Linked DNA regions of Capsicum annuum: region 1 is linked to region 2. Evidence: chromatin contacts called from public Hi-C data. All regions are on one chromosome and are shown on one strand. The core of a region is the stretch at or near the end of the contact, and the rest is flanking DNA. Distances in the headings are between cores, read along the strand shown. Region 1 overlaps LOC107877854 (subtilisin-like protease SBT2.5). Region 2 overlaps LOC107877852 (galacturonokinase).

The links. Hi-C and Micro-C count contacts between places; a contact is called where the count stands out from the background.
Region 1: a contact with region 2 is called in a Hi-C map of bud, with 7 times the contacts expected there. The contact joins two enhancer-like sites. A contact is called at or near these places in 4 of 5 Hi-C or Micro-C datasets (bud, leaf and placenta).

The regions. Positions count from the first base shown.
Region 1 is chr7:45,885,601-45,891,076 of UCD10Xv1.1, forward strand. LOC107877854 (subtilisin-like protease SBT2.5) reads right to left here. Exons shown (of 11, transcript XM_016724624.2): 10 at 5,083-5,364; 11 at 2,971-3,756. The coding sequence ends at 3,350. Among protein-coding and RNA genes, the nearest start is that of LOC107877854, 26 kb to the right of the region's middle. Within about 2 kb of position 3,496, at least 4 of the 5 cell types and tissues checked have an H3K27ac peak or open chromatin away from gene starts, as enhancers often do. A contact at or near this core is called in bud and leaf, where this site is marked.
Region 2 is chr7:45,773,381-45,778,435 of UCD10Xv1.1, forward strand. It overlaps LOC107877852 (galacturonokinase), which reads left to right. Exons shown (of 14, transcript XM_016724615.2): 9 at 383-558; 10 at 964-1,004; 11 at 1,089-1,117; 12 at 1,265-1,334; 13 at 1,428-1,517; 14 at 1,639-2,154. The coding sequence ends at 1,907. It overlaps LOC107877853 (ADP-ribosylation factor-like protein 2), which reads right to left. Exons shown (of 8, transcript XM_016724618.2): 7 at 3,108-3,188; 8 at 2,405-2,697. The coding sequence ends at 2,560. Among protein-coding and RNA genes, the nearest start is that of LOC107877853, 14 kb to the right of the region's middle. Within about 2 kb of position 1,726, at least 3 of the 5 cell types and tissues checked have an H3K27ac peak or open chromatin away from gene starts, as enhancers often do. A contact at or near this core is called in bud and leaf, where this site is marked.

The sequences.
Region 1 (5,476 bases), core at 2,246-4,745, 110 kb after region 2:
AACATTTTTTGCCTTCTAAAATACTCCATGTGATCATCTAACTATTGAGTGAGTTCGAAGAGAATTCGATCGTTTGAGGTACCACTACAGTCAGATTGATAAGCCATTTTATCCTGGGAGAAAAATTCTGCAACCTCGGATACTTGAGGAGAATTATTTCCTTAAGGACACTCCGTGAATTCGGAGTACTTGGCTTTTTCTGCTTCATCTAATTTTCTTTAAAATACTGAAAACACACTTCTTTGAAAGGTCATTTTCTATCTTGTGTTGAAGGTGTTGGAAACTTCATAAGAGTTCTTGATTTATTCTTGAACTTGTGTTGAAGTTGTTTTGCCAAAATACAGATTTTTATGTACCCAAAAACAACATAACTTCTTATTTGAAATTCATAAGTCTTGCATCTACAATGTGATAGTGTCAACTCTTACTCGTGGAACACACTTAATTGAAAGAAATCGAAGAAAAGAAAAAAATAATAAAAATTGCGAAAAAGAAGAAAATGAAGAAAAATATTTTTAAAAATTCAAAGAAAAATAAAGAAGATATAGAAGTTGAGGGGAGAAAAGAAAAAAAATAAAGATTGAGAAAAAAAAGACAAACTGAAAATAAAGATTAAGAAAAAATTAAAAAGAAAAAAATAAAAGGAGAATTTTTTTTTTAAAAAAAAGTAGAAGTTGGGAGGAGAAAAGAAAAAAATGTAAGGGCTGAGAAAAACTAAAACGGAAAAAAAGAAATAAATAAAAATCAAAAAAAAAAATCTTTTTAAAATATAGTAGTTGAGAGGAGAAAGGGGAAAAAAGGTAAGGATTGAGAAAAAAAAGGAAAGAGAGAAAAGAAAAGATAAAAATTAAAGTAAAATAAAAGAAAGAAAAATAAAAATTGAAAGATAAATAAGTATGGAGTTGTTTAGAAATATTTGAGTTATTGAGGGGCAAATACGTAATTGTGCTATATATATAAAAAAGGACTAGTTTTATAAGACTATTCTTATGAGGGACAAAGGAACAAAGCCACCCATTATTAAGGTCATTTATATAATTTATCCATTTTACATTCCTTTTGTTTCTAAAATAAGTAAATGTTTTTTTTATCTTTATTATTAAATAAATAAGTGAATGTCTTGTTTGTTTATTTTGTTTCTAAATAAGTCCATGTTTAGACCTTCAATAATATTTTAATCATAATCTTCCTAATACGTCCTTGTACTTTTAGGAGTCGTTTGGTATGATGTATGAAAAATAAGTAGTCTCAGAATAAAATAAAGGATTATTTTATCCCATGTTTGATTGGAGTTATTAGCTAATACTGCGATAACCTATCCCACCATTTAAACCATAGTGATGGGATAAGTTATCCCATATGCATCGTGGGATAAATTATTCTGAATAATTTTGAAATAATTAATCTCGGGATTAATTATCTTCGGATAACTATTTTCCAACCAAATGACCCCTTAGGGGTCGTTTGGTTTGAATGTAAGTTATGTTGGGATTAGTTAAGATAAGATAAGTTATACTGAAATTAATTATGTTGGGCTTAGTTTTTATTGAGTGTTTGGTTTGTTGTATTCAAAGTAATATGCATGGTATAATTTCTAAGAATAATTTAATTGATTACAAAAACATTCTTCATCTTATTTAGCTTTTTTTATATAATTTTTTTTCAAGCTTTAAATATTCATTCTTAAAAATAAAACTTTCATCTTATTTAGCTTAATTTTTTTGTGTGTGTGCATTTCCATAATTATATTGTGTATTTAAAAATAACTTTTTATCTTATTTAGCTTAAATTTTTTTGTGGGTGCCTTCCCATGATTATGCGGTCTGTATTAAAATTTTTTTTACTACATTATATTTAATTTGAAATAAAACTTTCAGCTTAAGTTTGTTAAAGTAAAGAAAAAATTGTTATTTATGTCACTTCACTTAAACACGCATCACTCATATAATATAAAATATTAAAATTCATTTTAATTGATATATACAATATCAATTTTCAAGTGATTAAAAATTTAATTCAAAATATATAATTCCACAATGGAGTCAACATTTTTATTATTCTTAACAAAAATCAAAATATATAAATAAACATAATAATTACTCAAATAAATTTAACGTATAATATATTCATAAATAAAAAAAGATATTATATAATGTAATTTTTTAAATAAAATATATGAAGATTTATCATAAAATAACGAGGAGTGGAGGTTGTGAATGCTATTATAAATAAATTGTATTAAAAATATTGTGAACATGCATGGATGTGAAAAATGATAATAAAAAGAGTCAGTAAGGGTATTTTTGTCATTTTAATTACTTTAACCAAGGATAACTTATTCAGGTATTATTATACCACAAAGAGAGGGTGACAACTTATCTCGATACTAATTAATAATCCTAAAATAAATTATCCCAACTTGTACAACCAAACAAGCAATTATGATGCATTAAAATTTTATCCCAAGATTATCTACTCCTATCCCTCAAACCAAACGATCCCTTAACATGTCTCTAAATGTTATCAATGTCAACTTAGAAGCAGATATAAACCTTACTTAGGAGTAAATTGATAAAATTACATTTTATTTCTAGGAATTAAGTAGTTTATTAAGGGAAATGTCAAACCCAAAACATGCACTTAAATAGGAAGGTTTGGGGTCGCGGATAAGGGTATTAGGCTAATGCGAGGGTGGGTTGTATCTTGTAATCTGTTTCAAAAAGAGTAGCCCCTTTTCTTTTTTGGCAATACTTTAATTTCATTTTTCCACCTGACATGTTTAGAACCACAAGATTAAAAGACATTTTGGTACATTTGACACAACTTTAATTTAAGGCCACAAGATTCAAAAGTTCTTTATTTTCTTAAACTTTGTGTCAAGTCAAAGTAAGTCATTCTTTTTTAAACGGGAAAAGTATTTGTGAAGGATGTGTGAAATCAAATATAGACAAGTTAACATGGAGGAGGGACTAAGTGGCAAATAATTAAGTGCATTAAATTGGAAGCTTTGATTAACTTATACAAGAGGAAATTGAAAATAAACTAGGGAAGATACAAACCTACCTACCTTCCCTTTTCTAACTCTTAGAAAGGCCTGAGGGCCTGCATGCCATACATACCAGAAGGGGGGGAGATAAAAGACACTCCACCATGTTACAACAGAATTAGCAAAACTTAGGATGGGAAGAAACTACTTCTCCCTTCATACTATTAAACTTTACATGATTTTCACTTCATACCTTATATATATATTTGGAGAAAACACATCTAACCATATGCATCTTATTCTCACAGATCCAAAGAATATGGCAGCAAACGAGATATTTCAACTTTGGATGCAAACACCGGTCTATCGATCATAACCCATAGCTGCAACAGGGATCCTGACTTTGTGCCCTCTGCTACCTTTCAGTAAAACCTCTCCGAAACTGTAGGCTCCTGTTACTGATCGGACAGTGAGTGTTACCGTGAATTTCCTTGACGCACCACGTCTTAAAGTCATTGCAGGAGGATTAGTTTCAATGGCAACTTCTGGAGCCATTCGTGCTGTTACAACATAAGTTTCTTCCTCAGCAACATTTGTCACTGTGCGTGTGATTACTCGAGTTCCCACAAGGTGTGAAACTGCAATCGAGGGTGAGTTGAAATTTGATGGGTGACCAAGGGTGTAGTTGCATGGGGAATGCGTGAAGTTCCTTATTTCGTGAGCATCAATTCCAGGCACAGTGCACAAGAACCCCAAATAATCTTGATAACCTAAAATCAATCAAACAAAAGCTAAAGCAGTTACAACATATTGAAAACTTTGTTATCAAGAGTCAGAATGCAGTTCAGAAAGCTGTTTGCATGTGGAATTCAACCCCGCATGAAGTTACACCCACTGTATAGCTGCAAAAATTATGGATAAAAAAGTATATTTTATAACGTTCCTGAAAGCCAAAAGAACCATCACAACTCTCGCAAGTTCGTGAGAATTCAATCTTCTCTTATACTATTTTTCATGAAGAGAATCTTCCACTATACTATTACTCCCTCCGCTTCAATTTATGTGGCCTATTTTGACTTGGCACTGAATTTAAGAAAGTAAAGAGAACTTTTGAATCTTGTGCTCTTAAACTAAAAATATGTTAAATGTACCAAAATGTCTTTTAATCTAGTGGTCCTAAACATGTCATTTGGATAGTTGAAATTAAAGAGCTGCTAAAAAGGAAAGAGGCGTTCTTTTTGAAACGCACTAACCAGCAAAGTAGGCCAAACAAAATTGCAACGGACGGGGTATAAGTTCCCCGTACTTCTTCTGTCCATATAAATTTCTTTTCTGCAGATTTTGCCACTAAAATGTCGTATACGCATTTACATTTCTTGAATTCTATTTTACTTTTTTAAGGAAAGATGTTTAGATAAGGCCATAGAGAAGTCAAGAGGTGCATGCCAATCTTCACAAGGATCATAGCAAGTCAACAGAAATGAGAACAGCACATCTCAAGTTCAACTTCAGCCAACCAAAACTAATTGCAAAGCAGGAGACAAAATCTTGGAGGGGTATGATGAAGCTGAATTTTTCTTCACGAAGATAGTGTGAAAAAATTAGTTACTTCATTTTTATAACCGAGAAAATCCCAAGTACCAATGGTGCAAGGTCCAAGACTCAGTTGATAATGGGTCTGCCCACTACCGTTCTCCACTTAACTACCAATCTTTGGTATATGGGAAAGTTCGAACTTCTGATGTGTGTCTAAATCCACACATGTGCTGTTTTACTCCTAGCACTAGACCAAATCCTTGAGGCCCTAGAGTGGAAAATTATCACAACTCGAGTGAGGGAACAGTCATGATTGTGTACTCCTGTATCATTCCAAATTAGAAAGGAAACAAAAGAGAGACTAAAAACCTTGCAACTAGACTATACAACTCAAGTGTATCAAAGGTAATTAGCCGATAGGATCCCCAGATTTAGTAATTATTAAAGGCACTAACTATTCCCAATTAGAAAGAGGTATGTATTATCCAAGTAGGATTTATAATCTGGTTAGAAAAAATAAGGTATATCAAAACTAGAGGGAACGAGGCACAGAAGATCACCTGCATCAAAAACAAGTCCAGGATCCAAAGCTGCTCTAGGATTAACATGTCCACTTCCATAGTCAAATGGAGTAGCTGGGACGAGCGTCAAGGTCTCAGATCCAGAATACTGTTGTGCTTGAAGCGGTCTCTCTGCCCTATCAATGGTTGATGAAGTTGTCATCAATGCCGATTTAATAGCAGCAGGGCTCCAATGAGGGTGGTGCTGCTTGATAAGGGCTGCTATTCCTGCTATATGGGGTGCTGCCATGCTGGTTCCAGAGATCAATGCAAATCCTTCACCTGATTCAAGCAAATTTATGAAGTACGTGTAAAATACATTTCCTTTTGAGACTGACATATGTTTAATACATTTTGACCGTGCAACTTATTTTTCTTGCTCTAAGCCTTCCTT
Region 2 (5,055 bases), core at 476-2,975:
CTCCAGCTTACTGAGGATAGGAAATTGTGGAGGCGGCGGATTAGGGTAGAAGGCTAGTATGAGTTTAGGATGTTGTATCTTTGTTGTACTGCTTGGTGTATCTTGTTTATGGTATTATTGAATATGTTGATTTCTTGGTATTTGTCCTTTTATTATTCCTTGTCTAGATTGTTTTATTTTGAGCCGGGGGTCTATTGGAAATAACTTCGCTATCTCATTTGTGAGGTAGTGGTATGGACTGCGTATACTTACCCTCCTCAGAGCCCACTTGGTGGAAATATACTGTGTATGTTGTTGTTGTTGTTGTGCATCTTTTGTTGTTTTCGTCTGATACAGATTGTGTTCTCTGGAAAACTCTGACAATTATAGACCACGTGTGCAGACAATAGAACACAAACTGATACACCCGCCAGAGGTGCAAAATAATCATGAAGGAGAGAGAGGTAATGCATACAAGATATTGCTGGCCTTTTCAGGTCTTAAACAGGCATTGACAACGAGTCCTGGATATAATCGACGAGTTGTGGAGTGTCAAGAGGCTGCAAAAGTTCTGTTGCAGTAAGATAATTTCCTACTATTGAAGCTTGCATACTGGAATGACAAACGTTTATTTTTCAAGTTATGGTCATGGAATGCATGCCTGTTTATTGATTGAATACCAAGACATGAACTGTAAATCCTAAATGTAGGTCACTCTCCATTAAGATAAATATGTTATCTTTAAATCTTGAAGGAAATGTACAAAGAGGATGAACATTCTTTAATGATTGAACTCAAACCTTCTTCTGAACTTTCCTGAAAGGTTGAAGCAGTCCAAAGACTAATGAAATCTTATTGAATTATTCATAATGAAATTGAAGTGTGATGAAGTACGATGAGATCTAATTCATTTCTATCAAAGCTCTCAATCCTAGGACTTAAGGGTTTTTATTTCTTCTTCTGACTCTAATATTTACCTTCTAGAGCTTCAGGGAATGAAGAGTTGGAACCTGTTCTATCAAATGGTAGGATATCCGGCCTGCAGTTGTTTTTGAGATAGTAATGCAGCTTTAATGATGATGTTGACGACAAATCTATTCTTTATGCAGTTAAACCAGAAGATTTTGAAGTCCACAAGGTAAAATCCTCAAGTAAATATTGGATGTTTAAATACTCAACCATCATTATGCAAAAATGTCATTTGTGACATTTATTTGTGGAAATGTTTTTCTCATTTACATGGATCAATTGTATCTATACCATGTTTTTGGAATTTTCTTTTCAGAGCAAATTAGAAGCCAACCTAGTTAAACGAGCAGAGCATTATTTCTCTGAAAACGAGAGAGTTCTGAAAGGTATTATTCTATATAGATCTTTGCTCCTTCTATTTCATGTTGAGCTTTGGGTCAGTCTATTCATAACTAAACATCATTTGTGGTCTGTTTAAGGACTTGATGCTTGGGCTTCCGGAAACCTTAAAGAATTCGGAGATCTTATTACAGCATCTGGTCTAAGTTCTATTCAAAACTATGAGTGTGGTAAGTGTTTATTTTCGAACTTGATATCTTAATTTCATTGTATTCGATACATAGCTTTCTCGATAATTTGTGTCGAGGGACAAGAATAACCAAATCTTGCGCTTCACTTCAATGATTTTAGGTTGTGAACCACTTATACAGCTATATGAGGTTCTTCTGAGGGCCCCTGGTGTTCTTGGGGCGCGGTTTAGTGGTGCAGGATTCCGAGGCTGCTGTCTTGCATTTGTAGAAGCAGATAGAGCAGAAGAAGCTGCAAGTTTTGTGAAGAACGAGTACTTTAAGCTCCAGCCCAATTTGGCGAGCCATCTCAATCAAGGACCGGCTGTATTGATATGTGATGCAAGTGACTCTGCACGGGTGATCAGCAACACTTTCAGTCAGCTAGATTAGTAAACGTACTCATATTCATATTTATAGCTCCACTATATCGCATTTATCTGTTCTTTTCAGATTATTTGTATTTTTGTACCCTTTGTCTTCCTACTATTTCATTTTCAATGTATATTAAATTGGACGTTGGAGATGGATTCCATCAAATAAATTGTATTGGTTTTCCTTGCTGAATTTCTGTACTAACCTGACTACTATTGACGGACAGAGTCCTTTTTGCTTATAGTTTATGAGTTTGGTTCTTGTATATTTCGTTTATGGTTGAAATTGCATCAATTTTGCTGAAAAGCAAATGGTTCGTTTAAGCCCCTTCCCACCTGCCGCACCATCCGAAAGAATACTACAATTAGAACTATATTTCAAACTCAAGCACGTTGAGGCCCGGAATTCTCCTCCTCAATATTCGATAAAGGCATATTTTGTATTGTGAGATAATTCATCATAATATTATGTTGGTTGTCAACTTTACCGCAATTCTCCTCCATGTACTAGAAAGATCGTCAAAAATTTTGATGGTATTTAATAAATTGACGTCTTATCAAGCTAATATATGATTTTTGACCTGTACATCCACAAGTATTCTGAATGGTACATCCAAAAGTTTTTTTAAAAAGTCATCTTGCAGGAATCAAAACATTAATGTGGACTTCACTTAATCAAGCATATAGATTCGTGATGCAACGTCTTGTACCAGCCAATCAAATCCCTCAAGTATTCCGTCTCCAGTGTATGCACTACATCCCACGATTCTCCAGTGCCTGCTATTGTCCATAGCCTCCAGATTAAGCACCTGAATCAGAAGAAAAATTAAGAATCCTCTGTGAATGTCAATTTTATGAATGATTAACCATACACAAAAAAGAAGCAAGGAACCATATGGAAAAAGGTTACTAGTCAACTGCAGTAATTTCAAAACTACTACGTAATACTTTCTAACCACCACTAGAAAGAAGCTTCTCTCCTGATCTCTCAGTATTTCGGTTTTGCATAACTGGATCTTCGGATTTCTGAACGCATGCAAAACATATTACCAATTTAAACCTACTTGGCAACAAGATGATTTAGAGTAAGTTCGTGCCTAAACCTTCAACGTAATTGCAATCATAGATTGCATCTGTATTACTTCCAAGCATAAGAACTTCACTTCAATGTTTGTTCAACATAGTTTAAGCCTTAAGGTATAACAAGAAGCATCCTTACTTTGGCTATTTCATCTGGAGAAAGAGCACCTTGTATGTCCTGCTTATTTGCAAAAATCAATAATGATGCTCCTGATAGCCTCTGCCAAGGAGAAAAGAGTAGTGGACACAGAACATAAAACACTACACAAAAATCATTTCCAATGGTTGACATTGCAGGTTCCTTCTTTGTCACTAGTCATACTAAGCCTCACCAGAAATGAACTGTTATCATATGAAGAATAATCAGAGAGACTATTTTCTGCAATTATCAAGTTGCAGAGTACTCCTGGTATCACTTACTGAGGTGCTCAAGGAGATGAGTAACTTATTAAGAACAAAAGAAAACGGAAACAATGTGCTAAACTAGGTAAAATGGCAACATTAATGGATTCATTCAATAACTTCCATTACAATCTATATTTGACCTTTGTGCGTATGAATTAAAGAAAGGAGGAGGTCAATCAAAAAGAGAAGTTATTAATCAAAGGTCCTTCAATGCACATGTGAAAGTTGTGTATGAATTAGCCGACCAACACTTTGGCTACTAATAAAGGAATAGGACCTTACTAATTTATTAGGATATGTTACCCTTTCTACAGTGAGTGCAGTGAAGGACTCTCGCCTGACATGCCTGTTTGACTTATATGGTATCATCAACTTGCTTTTCAATCAAACGAATTTCATAACCATAAAGTAAGACCTCTTTTTCGGGAGGAGCCCTGCCCCTAGTTGATGTAGTCAATCAGTAGGCAATCAAAAAAGCTACGCACCTTCACTAAACTTTAATGAAGAAAGCTCTTTCATCCTATACTGATTTACTGAAAACGGGTTTGCACGTTATTTTTTGGGACACAAAGGCTATTACAGACACATCAAAGAAGACTTTTTGAAGCATGTAATGCACACATTCAACAAACCCAGCAAAAACCAACAGCAAGATTTATCCCTCATTTATTAACATGATAGTCTACGGGCGGACAGTTAGGCAGAACATATTATAGGTAAATAATATTAAAATGCTAATGGCACCAACATTATGAAACTCGTAACTAAACGAATAGCGCTACTAAATGTGCATAGGCAGTTCAGTTAGAAAATAACTAATAGGTTCTGTATACAATTTATTATTTTCATAGCCACACAAATAAGTTCCCAGAGAAAACTTTAATTGAGATTATTATGATGATGATGATTTTGGCCGAGGGCAGAAGGAAGCTATAACATGTCAATGAGGAGTGCAACTTGCATCAAACAAGGTTATAGCATATGTTACTTCTCGCCTTCCCTGTTAAAGAATATGCAGCTAAGCAACAAAATGGATGTCGACAGAAAATGACGACGTAAATGATAGCAAATGCTAATTAACTCGAAAATAACAAAATATTCAAACAAGTGTCATAATAAGCAGAAGCTGGCAACATTTCCACAGCGAAGTCTGAGATTGGATGCGCTTTTGACAAGTGAATTTACTGAAAACTCATCCCCTTGCTTCGGACTCACTATTTTGCATTTAGACCACTATGAAATTCTCCCTGCGTTCCAGTTTACGTGGCAATATTTCCTTTTTAGTCTGTTACGAAAAAGAATGACAGCTTTCTAAATTTGGATACAATTTAACTTGATTCTTCCCAACCATTGATGACAAGCTTTTATAGCCCTGCACATTTTTTGGCAAGTTAAGACCATGTGTTTCGAAAGCTTTATAAACACACAAATGTCATGACATGATTAAAACCATTAGTTTTTGTGAGAAATAATGGAGAAAATATTGTTATTGAATTGTTGTAACAATATTATTACATTGAGGCTCTGTATATAGACATTACATTCTAATCCTTTTCCTAATAGGACACCATATTACAATCTTTTTCCAAGTAGCATTTTATATGTTATTCCTATTCCTACTCATATTCTAACACTCCCCCTCAAGCTGGTTCATAGAAGGCATATGTACCAAGCTTGTTATG